3 separate regions of the Mus musculus genome follow, and regions 2 and 3 are each linked to region 1. A link is a contact called in public Hi-C data. All regions are on one chromosome and are shown on one strand. The core of a region is the stretch at or near the end of the contact, and the rest is flanking DNA. Distances in the headings are between cores, read along the strand shown.

Evidence for each region. A called contact is a pair of places that touch in the nucleus more often than the background predicts.
Region 2: a contact with region 1 is called in a Hi-C map of cerebellum, with 3 times the contacts expected there. The contact joins two enhancer-like sites. A contact is called at or near these places in 3 of 39 promoter capture datasets (cranial neural crest, maxillary cranial neural crest and neural stem cells), 6 of 484 Hi-C or Micro-C datasets (cerebellar granule neurons, cerebellum, cerebral cortex and 1 more), 1 of 115 datasets of contacts at active chromatin or transcription factors (astrocytes) and 1 of 9 other capture datasets (embryonic stem cells).
Region 3: a Hi-C map of cerebellum shows a contact between it and region 1, with 1.9 times the contacts expected there. The contact joins two enhancer-like sites. A contact is called at or near these places in 2 of 484 Hi-C or Micro-C datasets (cerebellar granule neurons and cerebellum) and 1 of 9 other capture datasets (embryonic stem cells).

What each region holds. Positions count from the first base shown.
Region 1 is chr10:46,056,411-46,060,329 of GRCm38.p6, forward strand. No RefSeq gene overlaps it. Among named protein-coding and RNA genes, the nearest start is that of Gm35430, 170 kb to the right of the region's middle. Within about 2 kb of position 1,826, at least 8 of the 459 cell types and tissues checked have an H3K27ac peak or open chromatin away from gene starts, as enhancers often do. A contact at or near this core is called in cerebellum, where this site is marked.
Region 2 is chr10:46,823,976-46,827,894 of GRCm38.p6, forward strand. No RefSeq gene overlaps it. Among named protein-coding and RNA genes, the nearest start is that of Gm25650, 13 kb to the right of the region's middle. Within about 2 kb of position 2,221, at least 25 of the 459 cell types and tissues checked have an H3K27ac peak or open chromatin away from gene starts, as enhancers often do. A contact at or near this core is called in cerebellum, where this site is marked.
Region 3 is chr10:46,696,111-46,700,029 of GRCm38.p6, forward strand. No RefSeq gene overlaps it. Among named protein-coding and RNA genes, the nearest start is that of Gm23481, 39 kb to the left of the region's middle. Within about 2 kb of position 2,046, at least 23 of the 459 cell types and tissues checked have an H3K27ac peak or open chromatin away from gene starts, as enhancers often do. A contact at or near this core is called in cerebellum, where this site is marked.

The DNA.
Region 1 (3,919 bases), core at 576-3,075:
AAAAAAATCTGATTTTAGCATCAGATATTAAAAACTTTTAATGTTCCCCCGCAAAGGTTGTTTTGCTTTGGCTGTTTGTTTTCCACTGTATTCAAAATGTCAATGGGAAAGCCTTAAGTGTGTGCCCAGAACCCCTACCTGTGGGGCCTTCAGGATGGCAGGCTGGTCTGTGGATGGGGAGCGTGATCAATAGCATTTTATTCTCTACACTGTGATTGGCTGATGGTCTGGCTGCCTTGGGCTGCTGAGCCTGCAAAAGACATGAAGAGATCTAACCAGCCTCTAAATTTTGAAACATGGAGGAGGTCAGGGAAGCTGGGGTTATTATCATCTCTCAGCTATCACATAAAGCATTAAACTTCCCCAGTCTCATTCTTGCGACAGAGATTTTGACAAGAACATAAAATAAGATCCTCACAAATTCATGCTGGTGACAATGATTATAACAGGAGCGGGGAATAGTATAAATGTCAACATTTCTCGAATCAATTTGAAGATTGTGATCTTGCAGACCTCTGCAGACACTGTAAATGATCAGAGTAGAATTTCCCCACTTGCGATTGCATTACTGGGAGAAGTGAAGGGATCTCGACGGAATGCCTGACATGAGGGAATGTCAAACTCATGGACAGAGTCTCAGTGCCTCAGACTCTCCAGGCTTGTTTCTGGACTCCGCTGTGGGGACAGAAAACAATGCTGTTTTGTTTTGTTTTTTGTTTTTTAAACTCTCTCCTATAATAACAACCACTCAAATCAATCTCATGATTCCTTTTGGTTGAAAAATATCCCATTCAATTCTTATGTAGCAGCGACATGAATTATTAAATAGGGATATTTGGTCTCCCTCTACAGATGGCTTTTCTTGAGCCATGTTGACTGTATAATATATATATTTTTCTTGTAAAGTAGCCACGCTTTTCTTTGGTAATGGTAACGAAGTCAGTTCTCTTTCACCTGTAAGAGAATCATCAGCTTCCTATGAATGTTTCGGATGGAAATTGCATCAGATGGAAATTTAAATATTAATCAGGCACAAAAAAAAGCCGAAAACAAACAATATCCTAAATAGTGACTTCTTATTTCAGTTTTCTTAGGAGAAAGCATTTGTAAAGCAGTTTCTTTCGGAGCCTGAGTGAAAGCAACCACTAGGTGTCGCTGTAAGACAATGTCCTATACACAGAACTGCAGAGGACTTTATGGTCTTGAGATTTCATCGGTCATTATAATTTTCTTAAAAACGCTAAGATTAAATCTGAGGCTTAGAAAATTAGCCTTAAATAGTATCATGATCATCTATTAAAATACGAATTTCTCTGACACACGAGCCCCTCCCCATCATCTCTGAGATGCCTTGTAAATGAAAGTCAAATATAAAACCGTACACCACACCAATGCTAGCGATTATCTAATCCCAAATAGCCAGGATGAACTTGACTACCATACTGCCTTGTTCTTTATGCTTAATTACGCCCCAACAGGTGATTTGCTTGTTAATTACTGTTGTTCCTAAACCGAGGTATTTTAGCATCAGAGGAGAGGAATATTTCTTGTCGCTGAGGAATTTATAATAATAATAAAAACAATCTTACAGGACAGATTCCTTTACTGGAGTTTTGAATCTGGGTAGTGTGTCACCCATTTTCACTTCTTTCCTAACATTCCAGCAACCCATCTGGTACTCTGTGACACTTGGCATCCATACAAAATGACTTTTCTTGGTTCATTGATGTTTCTCCATAGTTGAAAATGACTATGGGCTGTCGCCTGGCAAATTTAGACTGATATTTTCCAAATCCGGATGAGGCTATTAGAAATGTTGCTCTATGTGGGTGGGATGGACTGCAGCAGCTCTGGGGAAGACTGTGAATAAGGTCAGAGTCCGCAGAGGAGCCTCTGTGGTTCTGCATCACGCAGGGCTCTCCGGTTTGTGAAGGACGAAGGGACAGGAGATATTTTACTAAACAGAGGATGGGTATGACACTAAACATGATCAGTAGCTCTGTCTTTTGGGCCAAATAATTCAATCTCATATCTTTTAATTAATTATGAAGGAATAGAAAATTAAATTAGAATGGGACATGATGTCATTGCTTTGCATTGCATTGCATTCCAGGAAAAGCAGTCCTAAAGAAGAGGCAATGAAGGTCCTCTCTACCCTTGCACATTTTCCCTTGCGCATCTTTAGCTAAGATGAACTATTGAGTTAGGACATCAAGGTCCTAATCTTGCTTGGCTGAGTGGAGACTTATTGATTTAATATTTTTTTTTATAGCATTGACAATTGTGGTACAGCATGTCTTAACACAGTTTTTCTAGAGAATTATAAAATGGGTGTTACAACATGAAGACTAGATTTTTCAATCATGCCACGTTTGAGGTACCTGCAGTTTGTGTATATCAACCCCATTAATATGGTTGGGACTAAAGTATAATAAAGAAATGCAGTTCTATGGTCATCTTGGGAACGGCTTATTCTGAAGCCTCTGTGCAGACAGGAAGCTCACCACAGCCATGTAGTTTGTAAGGAAACAGCTTGTAGGATAAAAGATCTTGATCCAAAATTCTAAGTGCCATTTCCCAGCAAGTTAACTCCTTTAATGCTTCAGGGTCTCAGTGCCTAAACCCAGGAACTGACAGTAGCAGCCTCCAGATGCTGTTACAAGAGTTACAAAAATAAATAAATAAATAAATAAATAAATAAATAAATAAACAAACAAACTAAAAAAACAAACATCAGTTCTGAGCTTGTCCACCTGATAGAAAGTGCCCAGTAAATACCATCTGGGCTCTGCTTTCTGTGGCTCTCTGTATTTGGTCTTCAGTGCTCCTGAGATGTTATTGTGGCCAGTAACTGAAATTTGTCTCTTTGAAGGCACAAAACACTTCTTTTGCTTTACTCCCAAATATGAAAACCGTTAAAAATATAGTCATATGTCTCAGGTTTGCAGTCAGCCACAGCTAGCACCTCCAGATACCCAAGGTCAGCAGAATGGAAACACGTTATACTATTTTGCTTTGGTAAGATTCTTGTTCGGGCATGACTGACCACAGTGAATCTTTGCTCTTCCACCAGGGTGCATCATGCTGATGTACTTTGGGGATTCTTATATTTCTCTTGCAATATCTTAAAACTAATTGTGTTCCTATTTGAAGGTCAGAGATTAAGAGGAGAAACAGGACAGTGTGTATAATCCTGGGAGAACCACTCTTCTGTTTGGGAGGCAGGGTCTGAGGTGTGGTGTGAAGGAGCTGGGTCTAAAGTTCCATGCTGGCTTCTGGTGTTTTCAGGAAGGTCTTAGCACAGACAGAAGTAGGGCTTTATGCTGAGAGAGAGAGGGGGGGGAAGAGGGAGAGAGGGAGAGGGAGAGGGAGAGGGAGAGGGAGAGGGAGAGGGAGAGGGAGAGGGAGGAGAGGGACAGGGAGAGGGGGAGGGGGAGAGGGAGGGAGAGAGAGAGAGAGAGAGAGAGAGAGAGAGAGAGAGAGAGAGAGAGAGAGAGAGCGCCTAGGTTCTGAAGGGCTCCGCCCACAGTGTAGAATGCAGATGGCTGGTGCTCACAGACTTTCAAGCCAGCATACTTTAGCTTCTTTAGAGCTGTAGACAGGCTTGATGCCCATTCAGGTTACAACCATCCTGACAAAATGGAGCTATCCAGAGCAGCTTCCTCTTTCAGCATAGTTACCTGTATCTTATCAGCTTTCTGGGAGGCTAGAAACATATTTTCGTGGGAATTTTCTTTAAAAAAAAAAAAAAACAAAGGAAAAAAGGCAAATCAAGGAAGCATGATGGGTAATGGCCACCTCAAAAGCCCCCAGACAGCAAGAGTTTGACACACACATTCTCACACATAGTCACAGCAGGTTTTGCTCTTGTTTTGGATGTTGCTTGTTTCTGGATGTCAGGATGGAGGAAGTTGGCAGC
Region 2 (3,919 bases), core at 971-3,470, 770 kb after region 1:
TAATTAGTTGGTTGCAAGCCATCCATCCCATAGGTCAAGCCAATTAAAGGATAACTAAGGGAGACATGACTCCAAACAGTGGCAGATGGCACAGGGGCACTAATGCTCACTAGAGGGGGGAAAACAGAGTCACATCGATTACAACTTTGAACAGAAAGAAAATTAGATGTTGACCAGTATGAACTCAGTGCTTCTTTGCTTTTGGCTTTGAGACCATGTACTGTTTGGGAATGTTTCATGTGCAGTGGGCTCTTCAGTGGGTAAGAGAAGGCAAAGGTTTGAACTCAGGCCTAAGTCACATGTGTTATTTTCTTCATTATAACTCTCCTGCCTTCTAGGGTTTCTTACTGGTCTTCCTTAAAATCTTTGCCATTTTTACATATGCCTTATTACTGAAATATCCATTTCCTACTTGAAATATATGAGCACTGAGCCTTGACATACAGGCAGACGTGAAATAGGAATAGTCTTTAGACAAAACTTTAACTAAATAATAAAGTTACTTCGATGTATATTAAACTGCATTTATTAATGATAACCAATACCTGACAATGTAAAAGTTTTTCTATAAATTTATAGGAAAATATAGAGAACTTGATAGTAAAGAGATAGTGGAGATGTGTGGTTATTCATAATTTAACAAAGTCCCTTGATTGTATCAATTAATGGTTTTCAAATTAGAGTGTTGAGAATAGAAATTGACAGTCTCACAATTGTATAGATGTTTGTTGCTTAATTAAAAGTCCATCAAATACTACTTCAGGATTAACTTTAGACTGCAAAACAATTTGCTTTCAACTCTGATGGGATTCCAGTCCATTCTGCAGTTTATTCCCCTGGCTCAGCCCTACTCCATTGCCCATTTTAAGAACTAAATTGTTGAGACTTAAGCTTCAAATGGTAGAATATTGAACATTTTTTAAAAGGCCCTTTAAAAAGATTTTGTTTTGTACCAAAAGCATAGCTATGTTTCAAACCCATAGTACAGTAGACATTTTCTTTATTTCACCCTTTGCTACTAACTTGTGATGTCATTGTCAACACATGAGTCCACATTTCTGGGTGTCAGTTTCCTTTACTGCTAAATGATAAAAGAGGTTGGGAGGGTTGTTCTAATCTCCTTAATTTTCTTCTACCTTGGCTGTTTTCTAAATTACTTTTTACGTTAGCATATAAAGCAACGGGCATTTTATACACATAAATGTTTTAAATGTTTTCGGTCATTTGCTTCTCCCATTGACCTCCATTTCCCAGGCCACATCTTGCTGGTGTTTTTCTTTGATGGCTAATCCCCATTGCGATTTGACATACCTGGAAAGAGAGAAACTTAATTGAAGAACTGATTGCATTCATAAGTTTGGCCTGTGGGAATATTCTTGGTTGATGATTGTTTAGGAAAGGGACAGCCCAATGTGGGTGGTACCATTTCTTGTCAAATGGGCATAAACTCTATGAGAAAGCTAGCTGAGCAAGCCATAGTTAGCAAGGTAGCGAGCATCATTCCTCCTTCCCTTTGTGCTTCAGGCTCTTACCTTAGCTCCCTTTGATGATGGACTATAGCCTCTGTAAGCAAATAAATCCTTTGCTCCACAAGTTGATTTTTGATCATGATGTTCATCACAGTAAGAGCAAGTAAAGTAGGCCACCATCCTTCCTCCACCCAGAGTCTCCCCTGCTGCTTCCAAGTCATTTTTATTCCCTCCACTATTTCAGATTTCTTTTTCTCTCCTTAAGGTTTCTTTTCTATGGTCAATACACACACACACACACACACACACACACACACACACACACACACACACAGGCAGATGCACATTGTATGCACACAAAGACACACATACACACATGCTTACATGTAGATTCAGTATTTGAGAGAAACATGCCTATTTGATGATTTAACATTTCAGAATCAACTATTACTCTTTATTTTTTTTCCAGCTTGGCAAAAAATTAAAATGAAGAGCCAAGGAGAAACTATGTAATGGGGTACAAATAGGTGAAAAAAATGACTTTTTTTTTAAAAGCCAAAATGAATTCTCTTTTGAACCAGCAAAGCAGATGGCTACAAATTATGACTTGTGTACATTGCCTCTTTATATGCATCTCCTCTTGAGAGCTAAACTGGAATTATTAAAATCCCATCATTACCCTGCCTTCTCCACCTCTCAGCGCCTTTGTTTTCTCACTTGCAACTGAATTATTTGCATCACACAGGCATTGTTCTCCAGCTGAATTCGGTAGGGACTCACTAGACATTTGTTAATGCTTGATGACATTAGGTCCTGCATACACAGAATACTTTGTTTGCTATGCTTCTCTAGGTTGACAAGCTGAACCTACTAAGAACAAAGGATTTTGCTAGGAAAGAGGAAGAGCACCGTGAAAATGATTTTTACTTTTCAGAGTGGCAGTGGAATTTAGGAATATGTGAAGTAAATTTACAAGTTTTATAAGTTCCTGATGTTTTACAAATGTTTAATGGGATAATAGGTCATACTCCAGTTACTTTATTCCCTTCTAGAGTCAGACGAGTTTATTGGCTCTTCATAAGCTTGCATATGACTTTGAACAACAACAACAACAACAACCAAACAAAAAACAACAAAAAAAACAATTGTCTACCAATTGACAAAGACCAAATGGTATTCATATTTTAGGAGAAAAAAAAATTCAAGTAGCAAAACTAAAGTGGGTGACAAGAATATTGTAGGAGAATTATTTCATTTCCAAAACTAAAGGTGGGTGGATGAGGCTTCTGTCAAATCTCTATATTTACAGTGGAAAGTCTATTGTAGGCAGTCTGTTGAAAATGACAGCATTTCTATCAAGCTCCCCATCAGCTGCCGCTGGCTGGAATAGGAATTATCATCCTTCACTGGGCTGTCTTGCTTTATGATATCAATTAGCAAACAATCTGTTTTGTTGGCACAGGATAAAATTAGGATGCAAAACAGAGGGACTGTGAAGCAAAACATTTTTCAGGGAGAGAGCTGTTGTGCTGAAGCATGGGAGGAAAAGAGGCTGTCATTTTTCTGTCTGTCAGTCCTTCTTTAATTTATCTCTGATGTCAGACTATTAGATCCTAATACACATAATCACATTATTAGCTTTGATGCTGCTGAGCTATTTAGGATGTTAATATCTGACTTAAAAATATAAATCTTGCATTTCTTTTTCATGGGTTTTTGTAACTCTTGCAATTATTTTTTTTAAACCCTATTTACTCTCTTTAAAATATATTTAAAGAATCAAATTCTGCATAAAGTAGAACAGAAGTTACACTAGGGGGCACTAGTAAGCTACACTATTTGTTTTTTGTTTTTAGTGCCCCCCTCCTTTTTGGCAATCTCATTTGCATGTCTTTAGGGATGCTGTTACTGCTAAAGCTTATCTATTTGAAACTACCCATTTTTCTTCCTTCTTTCCTTTCCTTTCCTTTTTTTTTTTTTTTTTTTTTTTTTTTTTTAAAGCCCATTTGGCTCCTTTCATTGACCAGTAGAGTTCCAGACCTGTAGGTTCATTATTTTGATAAGCTTTGTCCCAGTTGGGTTGTCTGGGTGGCCTTTATGTCTTTATTGAAATCCCTGGGTCTTGTCCTGTGACATTTCTGATGTCTTTTGAAAGAACATCTCTGCAGCTGCAAGTGATTGCTGCTTAAGCCCAATTTTAAGGCCTCAAAATGCACACACATTACTCTGGGGTATTTCTTTTAAGCCACATTTAAGCCCTGGTCTCTAGAGGTGAAAGACTGAGATGCTAAATAATCTGCCACCTGGCCTGTCCGCACATGATTGGTACAGAACACAGATTCCTCTTCTGAGGAATATACAAAAATAGCTTTTCCTAAAAGGTCAAATAAAATTTATGCTTCATGCTCAAAACTTTAGCATTTCAATTTAATTTTAAAAGTCAAAAACAA
Region 3 (3,919 bases), core at 796-3,295, 640 kb after region 1:
TTATTTCCTTGAATGTTAATGAAATTCACCATGAAGTATGTGCTTCTGACATTTTCTGGTAGGCATGTTGGTTTAACAAATATGTTTTAAATAGCTATTGTATTATCTTCTGTTTCTTTTATCATGGGTCAGATTTGAAAATTGTATATCCAATATTACTCTACTTTATCCAGATATCAAAATTTTAAGGGTATCAGTTGCTCTTCTCATTGATGTAACAAAATACCTATTAGAAACAATACGAGAAGGAAACATTGCTGTGACAAAATGCCTGTTATAGAAAATTCAAGTTAAAAAGATTTATTTTGGCTCATGGTTTCAGAGGCCAACAGCCCAACACAGAGGTGACAGCATGGCTGCAGGAAAAACAATCTGTGTCTTCAGAGTGTGAAGGGGCTGGTCACATTGCAACAGTGACAGAAAGAGGTCTTATTCCTAAGGTTCTTACTTACATATTTCTAAGTGGCTTACTAACTTCAGATAGTCCCCACCTTCTAAAGGGTACTTTGTCTTCCAAAATAGCCCATAACATAGACAACAAGGTTCAAAACCTGATAACATCAGTATGTTATGCCATTTCCTATCTGAACCATAATACTTAATCTTATTGAGATAATGTTCTACAATTTGAATGTTATTAAATATTTAAAAGTGCAATAATTTTTGTGTATCATAGAAAATGTTTACCTATTCTGATTTTTCTCATAGTATATCCTATTTATACTATTTAGTCAAGTAAAGGGAGAATAACATGCCAGAATAATATCAGCTTTTGTTGTAAATCATTTTGTTGTAAGTTAAACCAACTGATATCTTCTTAAAGGGACTTTTGCCTGGAACATTTCAAGGCTTTCCAAATATTAAAACCATGTGTAAGTACCTTTGGGCTACTGAAGTACTAGAATGTACTGTACTTCTCAGATATTACATCCTTATCTTTGACCACAAACTGATGTACACATACTTATCTTTTATTTATTTTTGCTACATCAGCTCAGAAAATAGCACCATGGATCTATAGATATTGTAATATGATGGTATGAAAGACTGTTGGAAAATTTTATTCGTTTGAAAAATTTGTCAAATATTGTGGCTTCATAGCATCCTTCTAGAGTTCTATTGAGGAAGAACTTGTTCACTGAAGAGTCGCTGCATACCTCCACTTTCAGAAGATTCTTTGGACATTAGTGGAACTCTCAGTATAAACCAAATTTTTCACTGAGTTGTTTTCCTAATGTTTAGCCTACATTCTCAGCACTGATTAATCAACACACATTTGACTAAAGCTTTTATGTTGTTTTCAGCTTTATGTTTTGCTTTCAGTCTGTACAAGATGAATGGTTTAGTTACTTAAGGGCACATACATATTCTATCCTTACATTTCTTCATCCACTTAGAACATGACAACATAAAAATTTGGAAGCATGTGCCTTTGTATACACACATCTCTGCCAACCAACTGATATCTTCTTAAAGGGACTTTTGCCCGGAACATTTCAAGGCTTTCCAAATATTAAAACCATGTGTAAGTGCCTTTGGACTACTGAAAATAAAATTGCCTTATGTCATCCTAAGGAATAGTTGCCAAGAAGTTTTTTTTAATATATTTCAAGTCTACTGCTTTGTAATCAAAGCAGGGTTCTACCTTGTAAAGATTATAGAACTAACTGCCTTTGTTTCATAAAATCCTGCAACAGTCTTGGGGCATGAAACAGATTTGCTTCAGCAGAGTTCAAGAGCTGGCCAGGAAACATAAATTGCCAAGAGGTTGTAAAAGGGATATTGGAGCTGGGCCAGCTTTTACCCTCTGAATTAAAGGAGGAATTTAAAAATCTGGGCACTACTTTAGTTTTTAACCAATAGCTAACATAGGGATTTCAGATAGGGAGAAATATATTTTGATTAATTTTGCCCTTTTCAGAGGAACTTGGCAGCTTTGTCCTTCAGCAGCTGGAGTTTATGTAAGGCCTTATGGAGCAAGTCAGCCAACAGGGAGTTACAATAATCTAATCTTCATGGCCTGGATACAGCCTTGCGTGAGCAGCTTGCATAAGTAAAGCACTTTTCAGTTTCCCACTAGGGGGCTGAGAACACAAAGGTATTGCTGGGGCTTCCCCTGTGTGACCAGAATTCTGAAAGTTAGGATCCTCATCTCCACCTATGTGCCTGGATTCTCAAATATTATGTGTAAGGAGGAAAACAGCTGCTAAGATGAATAATAGCTCTCTACCTAATTATACAATACACAGCCATGACCTGCTAAATTTAGGAGAACTAAGGTTAGTAATTTTCCAATAAATTAGATTTATCATGATTGGCCCTATTCATAATTAAATGTAGATAACCAAGCTCATAGTGAGTGAAACATTCCGGATTTTTGTCTGGTTTTATTTTTTTGTGCATCAGCCTCACTTAGAAGCTTTTCTTGGCTAAGGACAATGTACATATTTGTTATATTTCATACTGACTTCCTCAGAAAATGTGTAGAAATATAAGTTCTTTCTCAGATGTATCCTTAAGGCTGTAACAGACATAAACAAAGAAATAAAACCCAAATCAAAAAAAAAAAAAAAAAAAACAAAAGAATTAAAAAGTAAAGTGAATAAATTCAATTTGAATTCAAGAGAATACCTTGTTTTCTATTTCCATTTTTACTTGGGTCTTCAGTTTTGTTTTGTTCTGTTTTTCAGTTATCTTTGATTCTTTAAAATGCACTTGTAGTTTGAATATGCCCACAGGAAGTGGAACTGTTGGGAGGTGTGGCCTTGTTGGAGGGAGTGTGTCGCTGTGGTGGTGGGCTTGGAGAAACTCCTCCTAGTTGCTTGCAAGACATTCTTTTCCTTTTTTTCCTATGAAATAAGAAGTAGAACTCTCTGCTCCTCCAGCACCATGGCTATTCTGTCATGCTTCTACCCATGATAATAATGGATTGAGCCTCAGCACCTATAAGCCAGCCCCAATTAAAGGTTGTCCTTTATAAGAATTGCCTTGTTCATGGTGTCTCTTCATGGTAATGGAAACCCTAACTAAGACGGCAATTAATTAACAAATGATTGCTCTTATATATATTTTTGTGCTGTAAAAAGAAAAACTTTAGAGCAAGTTATAGTGTGACTATAGGAAACCAGAGAATATCTTGATTTGCTCTTCTGCCAGAACATCTCCAACCACAATTCTCTAGGAAAGACACAAACTCGGAGCAACTCAATTTATTAAGAATGGGGTTGTGCCTCTAAACTACCATGCAGAATTTGGCAGTGGGATAGACAGAAAGGAAGGTTGATTTTGTTAAGGGAAATTGCTTTCTCCTCTTCATTCTCTGGCTGCCTGTAAGCACAAACTCAATAGTGAACTGAAGAGCAACTACCAACCAAAATACAGCCCCTGTGTAAGAAAAGTATATACTAGCAGACACAGAAGCTTGGTAGTGTCTTTAGCAATTTTACCCCTTTCCAACGTTATTTTGAACACCTGTTTCCCTCCAGGTAACACACAACCCCCTTCAACTCTGCTGCCCTCAACCACACACCAGGCTATCTAGTCAAGTATTTTCATGGTATTGTCCTCTAATTTGCAATGTCTACCCCAGATTTATCCTGTTCATGTGATATTCACATGCCAAATCCTGCAATGATAAATGCCTCCTATCTTTGCTTTCAGCCTTCACATTGAATAACAATAATTCCAATAACTTTGCCAATCAATTCCCACTTCTTTAAACATTCCTAAACTGATGTTGTGACTTTCTTATTTGAAACAACTTTATGATTTACTCTTCTCTTAAGAAAAGCGTCCAGAGTCTGTAAAAGTATCCATAGGCTCATTTGATCTGACCTCCTCCACCTTTACCTCCTTCTCATTATTTCCCACGTCCCCACACTGCTCTAGGCAAACTAATACTTTCTTCAGTTCCCCTCTC